2 separate regions of the Aedes albopictus genome follow, and region 2 is linked to region 1. The links are chromatin contacts, called in public Hi-C maps. All regions are on one chromosome and are shown on one strand. Each heading gives the region's core, a stretch centred on a gene start, on an enhancer-like site or on the middle of the called end of the contact. The rest is flanking DNA. Distances are from core to core; before and after follow the strand shown. Region 1 holds the start of LOC109621711 (DNA replication licensing factor Mcm7). Region 2 holds the start of LOC109404753 (protein ECT2).

Evidence for each region. Hi-C and Micro-C count contacts between places; a contact is called where the count stands out from the background.
Region 2: a contact with region 1 is called in a Hi-C map of whole body, with 4 times the contacts expected there. The contact joins the promoter of LOC109404753 here to the promoter of LOC109621711 in region 1. A contact is called at or near these places in 2 of 3 Hi-C or Micro-C datasets (embryo and whole body).

The regions. Positions count from the first base shown.
Region 1 is chr2:508,825,372-508,829,485 of AalbF5, reverse strand. LOC109621711 (DNA replication licensing factor Mcm7) reads left to right here and starts at 1,263. Exons shown (of 3, transcript XM_020075848.3): 1 at 1,263-1,497; 2 at 1,564-3,502; 3 at 3,648-4,078. The coding sequence starts at 1,470. The coding sequence ends at 3,849.
Region 2 is chr2:509,227,051-509,231,387 of AalbF5, reverse strand. It overlaps LOC109404753 (protein ECT2), which reads right to left and starts at 2,406. Exons shown (of 13, transcript XM_029870295.2): 1 at 1,478-2,406. The coding sequence starts at 1,769. LOC109621845 (transmembrane protein 43 homolog) reads right to left here. Exons shown (of 4, transcript XM_020076024.3): 4 at 4,201-4,337.

The sequences.
Region 1 (4,114 bases), core at 14-2,513:
CAGGAAATTCTTGTGTGCCAAGATGTAAGCCGGCGAAAAACCTGAAATCGACGCTGAAATAGATCACGTACAACAGCAGTGGACCCGGAAACTGTTCAACCAACAGGTGAGACTTGAAAAAAAGTTAATTAATGACGCCAATTGATGACATGTAAAATTGTTGTCGCAGGTTATGTGGCTGAGCGGCGGAGCTGAATCGCCACTTCTGGGAGGTTCACTTCCTTAACGCCAGTTAATCAGCTAACAATTCGTATGTTCAGAATATAGGAGCATATATAGACGGTTCAATACAAGGACCAAAGAGGAAGATTGATGGAGCAGGTTTCCAAAGAACGAACGGCAACGGCAACACAACACCGCTTATTCGTAATGGTAAAAGTAAGTTGTATTTAGTATTTAATGAGTTGTAATGATCATCTATTTTCTAGTTTCAGTCCACGACTAACAACGGCGAAGATTCGGCTGATAAAGTGCGGTAGATCCGCACAGCTTGCATAAATCAGCCACTTCAAATAAGGCAACTGTTCGTAGTAATGAACAGCCAATCCCGAGGCCAATCCAAAGAGCATCATCAAAGTTGAGATCAAAGTCCAAAGGAAGTGATTTAATAACTTTATTATATACTAGCTGTACCCGGCAAACTTTGTCTTGCCTACTGCGTTTTTTTTGACGTTTTAAGTTTCTAGCCAAGACCAAATCCCCGCTCCCCGGTATGGAAGATCGATTTTCACAAACTATCATTTTTCCATGTTTTATGCCTCATAAGCCTTCCTTGGGTGAAAACTAACAGAACAAAACTAAGGCGAACAAAATCGGACCTTCCGTTCGCAAGTTATGCGCGGTCCCACGTATGCCACTGCATTTTTATATATATATATATAGATAGATAGATATAGATAATGTTGTATTATATTTAATTAATACTAATAGAATAAAAAGTAGGCAAGATTTTTGCTCAACTTAATTTTTTGTGTTTTTAAATATTTGAAAATGAAAAACAATTCCAAAAACCATCCCGAGGAATTTTTAAATATCTACTCACTTTCGCTAGTTTTGCAAAAAAATAAAAGTGAGTAAATAGTACTCTCTTTCAACAAAATCAATGATTACTCTAAAGAGAGTGAATCCGCTTTACTCTCTTTTGAGCTGATGCACTTTGTAATGAAGTGAGTGGAATTCTACTCACTTTAGAGTAGTTTTCAATGAGCGTGTTAACCACCTTTGGATCTGTCATCACTCTTTTTCTTTTGTCCCCCTCATTCGGAGGTGCTGTTTTGGCGGTTTTGGCGCCAACTACCCGCCATCGCATTCAAGCATCTGCTTTTGGTGCCTACGCTGCTGAGATTGTTTCGATTGTGAATTAAGTTTTGCCAGTTTTTTGTTGAATTTTCGTTGGATTTTAGTTGAAATTGCAATTGTTTGGAAGTGCGTGGATTACGTTCCATCGGGATTATTAAGTTTTCATCAAAATGCAACGAGATTACAGTGCAGATAAAGGTGAGTATATTTTGACTTCGTCGGATCGTAACCAAAATCATCAGCGGATCTTTCGCTAATTTCCAGAAACGATCAACTCCTTCCTGACGGAATTCTACAAGGAGGACGAAGATGGCAAAAAGATCTTCGTTTACGCACGCCAATTGACCAACATCGCCCACCGCGAGCAAGTTGCGTTGACGATAGATTTGGATGATGTGACCAGCTATAATGATCTGTTGGCGGAGGCCATCCAAGCCAACTGTCGCCGCTATGTGAAGATGTTCTCGGATGCGGTGTTTGAGTTGCTACCGTCGTATAAGGAACGGGAAGTGATCAACAAGGATCCACTGGATATCTACATCGAGCATCGTCTGTTGATGCAGAGCCGGATGAGGAACCCGAATGAGCACCATGATGCCCGCAATACCATTCCGGCGGAGCTGATCAAGCGGTTCGAGGTGTATTTCAAGGCACCCAGCTCATCGAAGGCCATTTCCATCCGTGAGGCGAAAGCGGAAAGCATCGGTAAGCTGGTTACGGTTCGTGGTATCGTAACCCGTTGTACCGAGGTAAAACCGATGATGACGGTGGCCACGTACACTTGTGACCGTTGTGGCGCTGAGACATATCAGCCGGTGTCAGCGATGAGTTTCATGCCGGCGGTCGATTGCTCGTCGGAGGACTGCCGTGTCAACAAAGCAGGTGGAAGATTGTATCTTCAAACCCGTGGATCCAAGTTTATGAAGTTCCAGGAGCTGAAGATTCAAGAGCACAGCGACCAAGTTCCGGTCGGCCACATCCCACGCTCTTTGACGGTGATGTGCCGCGGGGAAATTACACGTTTGGCCCAGCCGGGAGATCATGTTGTGATCAGTGGAATTTTCTTACCTCAGCAAAGATCTGGATTCCGAGCGATGGTTTCCGGATTGTTGAGTGAGACTTTCCTAGATGCGCATCGTCTTGTTTGTTTGAACAAATCGGACGATGGGGAGGTTAGCAATGAAATCAGCGAAGAGGAAATGGCAGAGCTAGCGAAGGATGATTTCTACACAAGAATGGCCAGCAGTTTGGCGCCGGAAATCTACGGTCACCTGGATGTAAAGAAAGCACTGCTTTTGTTGCTTGTTGGTGGCGTTGATCGTAGCCCTGACGGAATGAAGATCCGTGGCAATATTAATATCTGTTTGATGGGAGATCCTGGAGTGGCCAAGTCTCAGCTATTGGGCTACATCGCTCGTCTTGCTGTTCGGAGCCAATATACTACGGGACGCGGTTCTTCCGGGGTTGGTCTGACTGCTGCTGTAATGAAGGATCCACTGACCGGTGAAATGATCCTCGAGGGAGGAGCGCTGGTGCTGGCCGATCAGGGAATTTGCTGCATTGACGAGTTCGATAAAATGGCCGAAAACGATCGAGTGGCCATTCACGAAGTTATGGAACAGCAAACCATTTCGATTGCCAAGGCCGGCATAATGACCTGCTTGAACGCTCGTGTGTCTATCCTAGCAGCGGCTAATCCTGCCTACGGACGATACAATCCAACTCGTTCGATCGAACAGAACATTCAACTTCCTGCTGCTCTTCTTTCCCGTTTCGATCTCCTGTGGTTGATCCAGGATAAGCCCGACCGTGACAACGATCTCCGTCTGGCCAAGCATATTACCTTCGTGCACAGCCATGGAAAGCAACCACCGTCTCGTATTAAAACGCTGGACATGTCTTTGATTCGTCGTTACATTGCTCTGTGTAAGCGCAAGAATCCCGTTATCAAGCCAGAATTGTCCGAATATATCGTCAACGCTTACGTGGAACTGCGCCGAGAAGCACGCAACAGCAAGGAAGGAGGCAATAAGGACCAGACCTTCACTTCTGCTAGGAACTTGCTGGGTATCCTGCGTTTGTCGACTGCCCTGGCCCGGCTCCGTTTGGCTGACGAAGTGGACAAGGATGATGTTCAGGAAGCGCTCCGATTGCTGGAAATGTCCAAGGACTCCGTGAACATGAAGGAATTGAGGCCCACACAGTATGTTTTTTTCGCATTTATTTATTTCTTTGTTTAGTTACTCTTAACGCATACTGTATATTTCAAAAACATAAGTTTTGTTCGTATCGTTTGCATACCAAATTCAAAACTTCTAACACTGCTTTCTCCCCGGTTTTCTCAACAGCGTTCCAAATACCGCGGATAAGATCTTCGACCTGGTACGAGAGCTGGCCGGTCAGAGCAAAACGGTCAAAATTTCCGATGTGATGGACCGCTGCACGACCAAGGGCTACAAACCGGACCAGGTGGACAGCTGCATCGAAAAGTACGAGGAGCTCAACGTGTGGCAGGTCAATCAGACGAGAACGAAAATCACCTTTATTTAAATGCACTTTATTTTCCTTCTGTTAGGTTTAAGTTTTTCTCCATCGATATCAGTTTTTAATCCACATTTTTTACATAGCTGGTAAGGTTTTATGTGTAAAACAAGTTTGTGACGGTTTATCTGTTGTTAAATCAATTTAACCGTAACTAAGCCGATAGTACAATGTAACGAGCGTAAATTGATCATTTCTGCGCACATCTTTCTGTTTAATAAAGTATACAGTGACTTGATTTGAAGCAAAATATAATTTATCATTATTACCGATT
Region 2 (4,337 bases), core at 1,157-3,656, 400 kb before region 1:
TGAATGCCTTCTGTGGATCCTTCCTGATTCCTTTTGCAATTTTTTTTTTTCTGGGGATTTGCACAGGCAATTTTTCAGATGCTGCTATAGGGATCCGTATAGGAGTTTATTCTGGGATCCTAAAATTCGATTTGGGAATTCTTCCATCCACTTCTGAAGCATTCCCAGAAGAATCTCCTGAAAGAATCCATATACGAAATGCTACAAGATTCTCAGAAGGAACTTCTGGAGAATTTCTAGAAAGAATTCCTGCAAGATTCCCAGGAGTAACTTTTGAAAAATTTCCACAAAAAAAAAACTCCAAGAGGATTTTCAGAAGGAATTTGTGGAGGATTCCGAGAAATAACTTTTGGAAAATTTCCATACAGAATACCAGGAGGGCTCCCAGCAGAAATTTTCGTGAATATTTACAGAAGAAACTACAGCATAATTGGCAGCAATTACTCCAGGAGATTTCACAAAAGAAAATTCTTATTAAATCTTAAAAGCAACTCTTGAAAGAAAAATTCTTAATGAATACCGGTTTTTGGTGGAATTGCTTAAAGAATCTCCGTAGAAACTCCAGAAGGAATTTCAAAAGAACATCTGGGTTAATCACAGAAGCAACTCCTGAACAAATGTGAAAAGGAACTCCAGGAGAAAGTGGAGCGGATCTGGTGTGATGGTTAGAACACTTGATTATCACGCCGAGGACCTGGGATCGAATCCCACTCCCTACAAACTCGCAAAATGTGAGTTCTTCCTTCGCAAGGGAAGTAAATCGGGGGTCTCGAGATGAACTAGACTAGGGCTAAACATCTTGTTAATACATACAATAAAAAAAACTCCAGGAGAAACCCAAGAAGTCAGAAACTCATTTTTTAGAAAACTTCACATCGAATTCAAAAGAGAAAATCAAGCGGAATGGTACGAGACAACTTAGAGGTATCCCAGGAATATTTTTTGAAGAAATTGAGAAACAATTATATAAGAAATAAGTGTTGCAGGAGTCCCATGAACTGCAGTATCTATGCATTCCCAGATGCAAACCGAAATTACAAAGATGCGGTGAAAACCTTTTGTTGTTTTCAGTTAACTGTGGTGTATTTTGCGTGTTTTCTGGAGATGTTTTGTTGAATTTTCAGGAGCACAAATCTTAAGATCATGCCAACTTATTGAATGACAAAATATTAGTCATTCCTTGACCTGGTATAAGGTACTCACTAACAGGTTATCGTTAAGAATAAATAAACAAATTACAAAATTACAAATTAGTTCAACGGCTAACATCGAGAAATGGCGTTTTTCATCAAGTTACGGAAAAGAGTTGCTGAGTCGGTCAAAATAGTCGACTGTTTTTTAAGAATGAATCGGTAGCGATTCACTCTCAAAATTGAATCATTTTCCCATCTCTAGTATCAACGTCGAAAAATCCGGAAGGAAAATATTTAGTATAATCCATGTTTTGTAAACTATGGCATATCTGTATTCAACTCACCTTCACTTTTGCTTTTGTCACAGGTGGAGTGGTCCATCTTCGCTGCTGGCAAATCTCGGTTCTCTATAGAATGCAACGGCTGCTGTTCCGCTCTTACCACGGTTTTTGTATTAGTTTTTACAGTCGCTTCGTTTTCCGTTTTCTGCGAGATTGACCAACTCTTGTGTTCCGCTCGACTGCCCGTTGGTCCGTTGCTGCAACTATCCAACTGTTTTTGATTCCCCTGAATTCGGTGATTGATGTGGTGGCTTTCGGCGGGCAGCTTCTTGTCAAGGTTCACTAACTCTTTCATAATATAATTCACTAGTTTCTTCAATCGGTCACAAAATAATTTTGATCAAACTTTGCTCAACACAGAAGATTCAAACTCTTGACCGATTTTCCCGGCTCCCGGTTTGTAACACTAACACATTTACCAGACCTGCTGTAAACATTTACAAACCTGGCATAAAATCGAGGTTAGGGCCCTTTTTCTCACTTTTTCATTTTTCGAGCTTCTCTTCGTCCTTCTTAGCGCTCACACCTAATTCCGACCATTGCAAGACAAACCGGACTCAATAATCTTCCTTCTACTCAACACTGATCATCGAGCGCTTCCAGTCACCCAACCCCAGGTATAACGAACTTTTTTTTTTGTACAACAGCGCAACGCAAAAATTCTTCACAGTGGAACACTTTTCAATGGCAACTTTTGACCACAAAAACTGCACCTCCCTGAACCGTTTTTGCACTATTTACTGCGTCTACACCCGCACGAATCAATCGTCCACAATCTGCAAACCGCACTCGACGCAATGTGCACAAAATTAGCCATTATTTCAGCGAGCCAAAGCCAATCCGAAAAACACTTTTCATCTGCGCGACCGCGACGACTTTCCGGACGAACGTTACAAATCGAATGAGCGAGCGAGCGAACGAACCACCACCACTCACTTGAGTCTTGGCGCAACGCAAAGGCAACACGAGAAAATTTGAAAATCGGCTGTCAAAAACTAGCGCTTTTCTGCGGTGGTGTGCGTGAAACGCAGCGATGTAAACAAGCGCGCAAGGCGGGCGCATTTTGCGTGACAGTTTCGCAGTTTTGGTTTCGAAGAGTGCGTTCAATGCCGTGTTGCTGGCAGGCACGCTAACCTTGCACAAGTCTGAGAGGCGATTGCGACAAACACCAGGATTATTTATTTTAAATCCGCGAAAACGTTTAAAATAGTTATTTATGTGACGAGTTGCAAAAAGTTGATTTTTTCAGCACGAGTTGTACATTTATCCAACGAGGCTTGCCGAATTGGATAAATACGAAGAGTGCTGAAAAAGTCGAGTTTTGCAACGAGTTCCATACACAATTTTATGCAATGATTTTTTTTATAATGCAACTCATTTGAGTTTCATAATGTTCATGATGCAACTCAAATGAGTAACATTATGAACATTATGAAACTATTTTTCATTATGCAACTCCAGTTGCATTATGAACCGGTACAGAAAAGTTGGCCAATGAGTAGTACAAAATGAGTAGTACAAAATATAAATTATGACACTGAATTGCATAAAATATTAGCCTAAATAAAAGGGTATGCAAAAACGGTTTCGAGCCCAATAACTTAAAATTGAGTAAAACATTCTAGGTAGTTTGCCTTTACCTCCAGCAAATAAAAATATATTCTCAAGAGTAGGAAATATATTTTTTTTAACCTAAATTTGACTGTCAATTAGAGTCAACCCACCTGCCAAATTTACGAAATTTTGATTCCTGAAAGGGCTTGTTCACTAATGTCATAACGCTGGAGGGGGTGGGTGGGTGTCCTTCATGGTGTTACAGCCCGAATAAATAAAATTTTTCACCATATAAATAGTGTTACGAAGGGGTGGGTGGGTGTCAGGAAAGGCCAATTTTGGCGTTATGAAATTTGTGAATGAACCCAAATGAGCGATAAGCTCGTACAATGGCCTATAACGAGAATGAGTCGGATGATCCGGTACAATTTTGAGTGAAATATTATACGGGGTGAGTGATTGATTTTAAACGTGTTCAAATTCCGAAGCTTGTCGAGAGCCATCTGTTTGTGAAAAGAAAAACCAGCAAATGAGCTTTTTGACTGCATTGAACTAACTTATCCGCTGTTGAATAATTTTAGGGCGAAAAGGGCTAAATTGCATCACGTGTCAAATGGTTTGGTGAAATAATTTTTGATGTAGCTGATCATGCTCTACTGGTCGATTTCTTGGAGCAAAGCTTTTTCGGTTAAATTGATTGATTTAGTACAGAAACTGCGCTATTTATTTTTTTTTATAAGTTGTAGAAATGTGTCTGATACCATGTAATTAATGGCATTTAAGTATAGCCTTGGATATGCCAAAAACTTTGTCAAAGGCCCAAGGCATGGCACACTAATTATTGTGTAACGTTAAACCGAGCCGTTTAATAATAATTTTCATCGTTTCGGTAAAATTTTCTTCTAATATTTTCAAAAATGCATTATTTTGGAAAGCATTCAATAAGCAAAGTAAAAGTGATTATGAGTCAACATTGTTTATCAAAGTAATAAATTAAAAAAAAACATGCTTTATTTCAGTAATATGTAAGACTAGAATAATTCTAGTCTTACATATTACTGAAATAAAGCATGTTTTTTTTTAATTTATTACTTTGATAAACAATGTTGACTCATAATCACTTTTACTTTGCTTATTGAATGCTTATTATTGAATTATGAATTATTAACAAATTAGAATACCAAAAGAAACTTTTTAAAATAAACTGACTTCCCCGAGTATAAAGATGTCCTGCTCTTTCAAAATCGCCAAGAAACGAAACTTTCCATCTTCCTTTCTGTTAGAGCATGCTGCCTACGCACACTAAGGC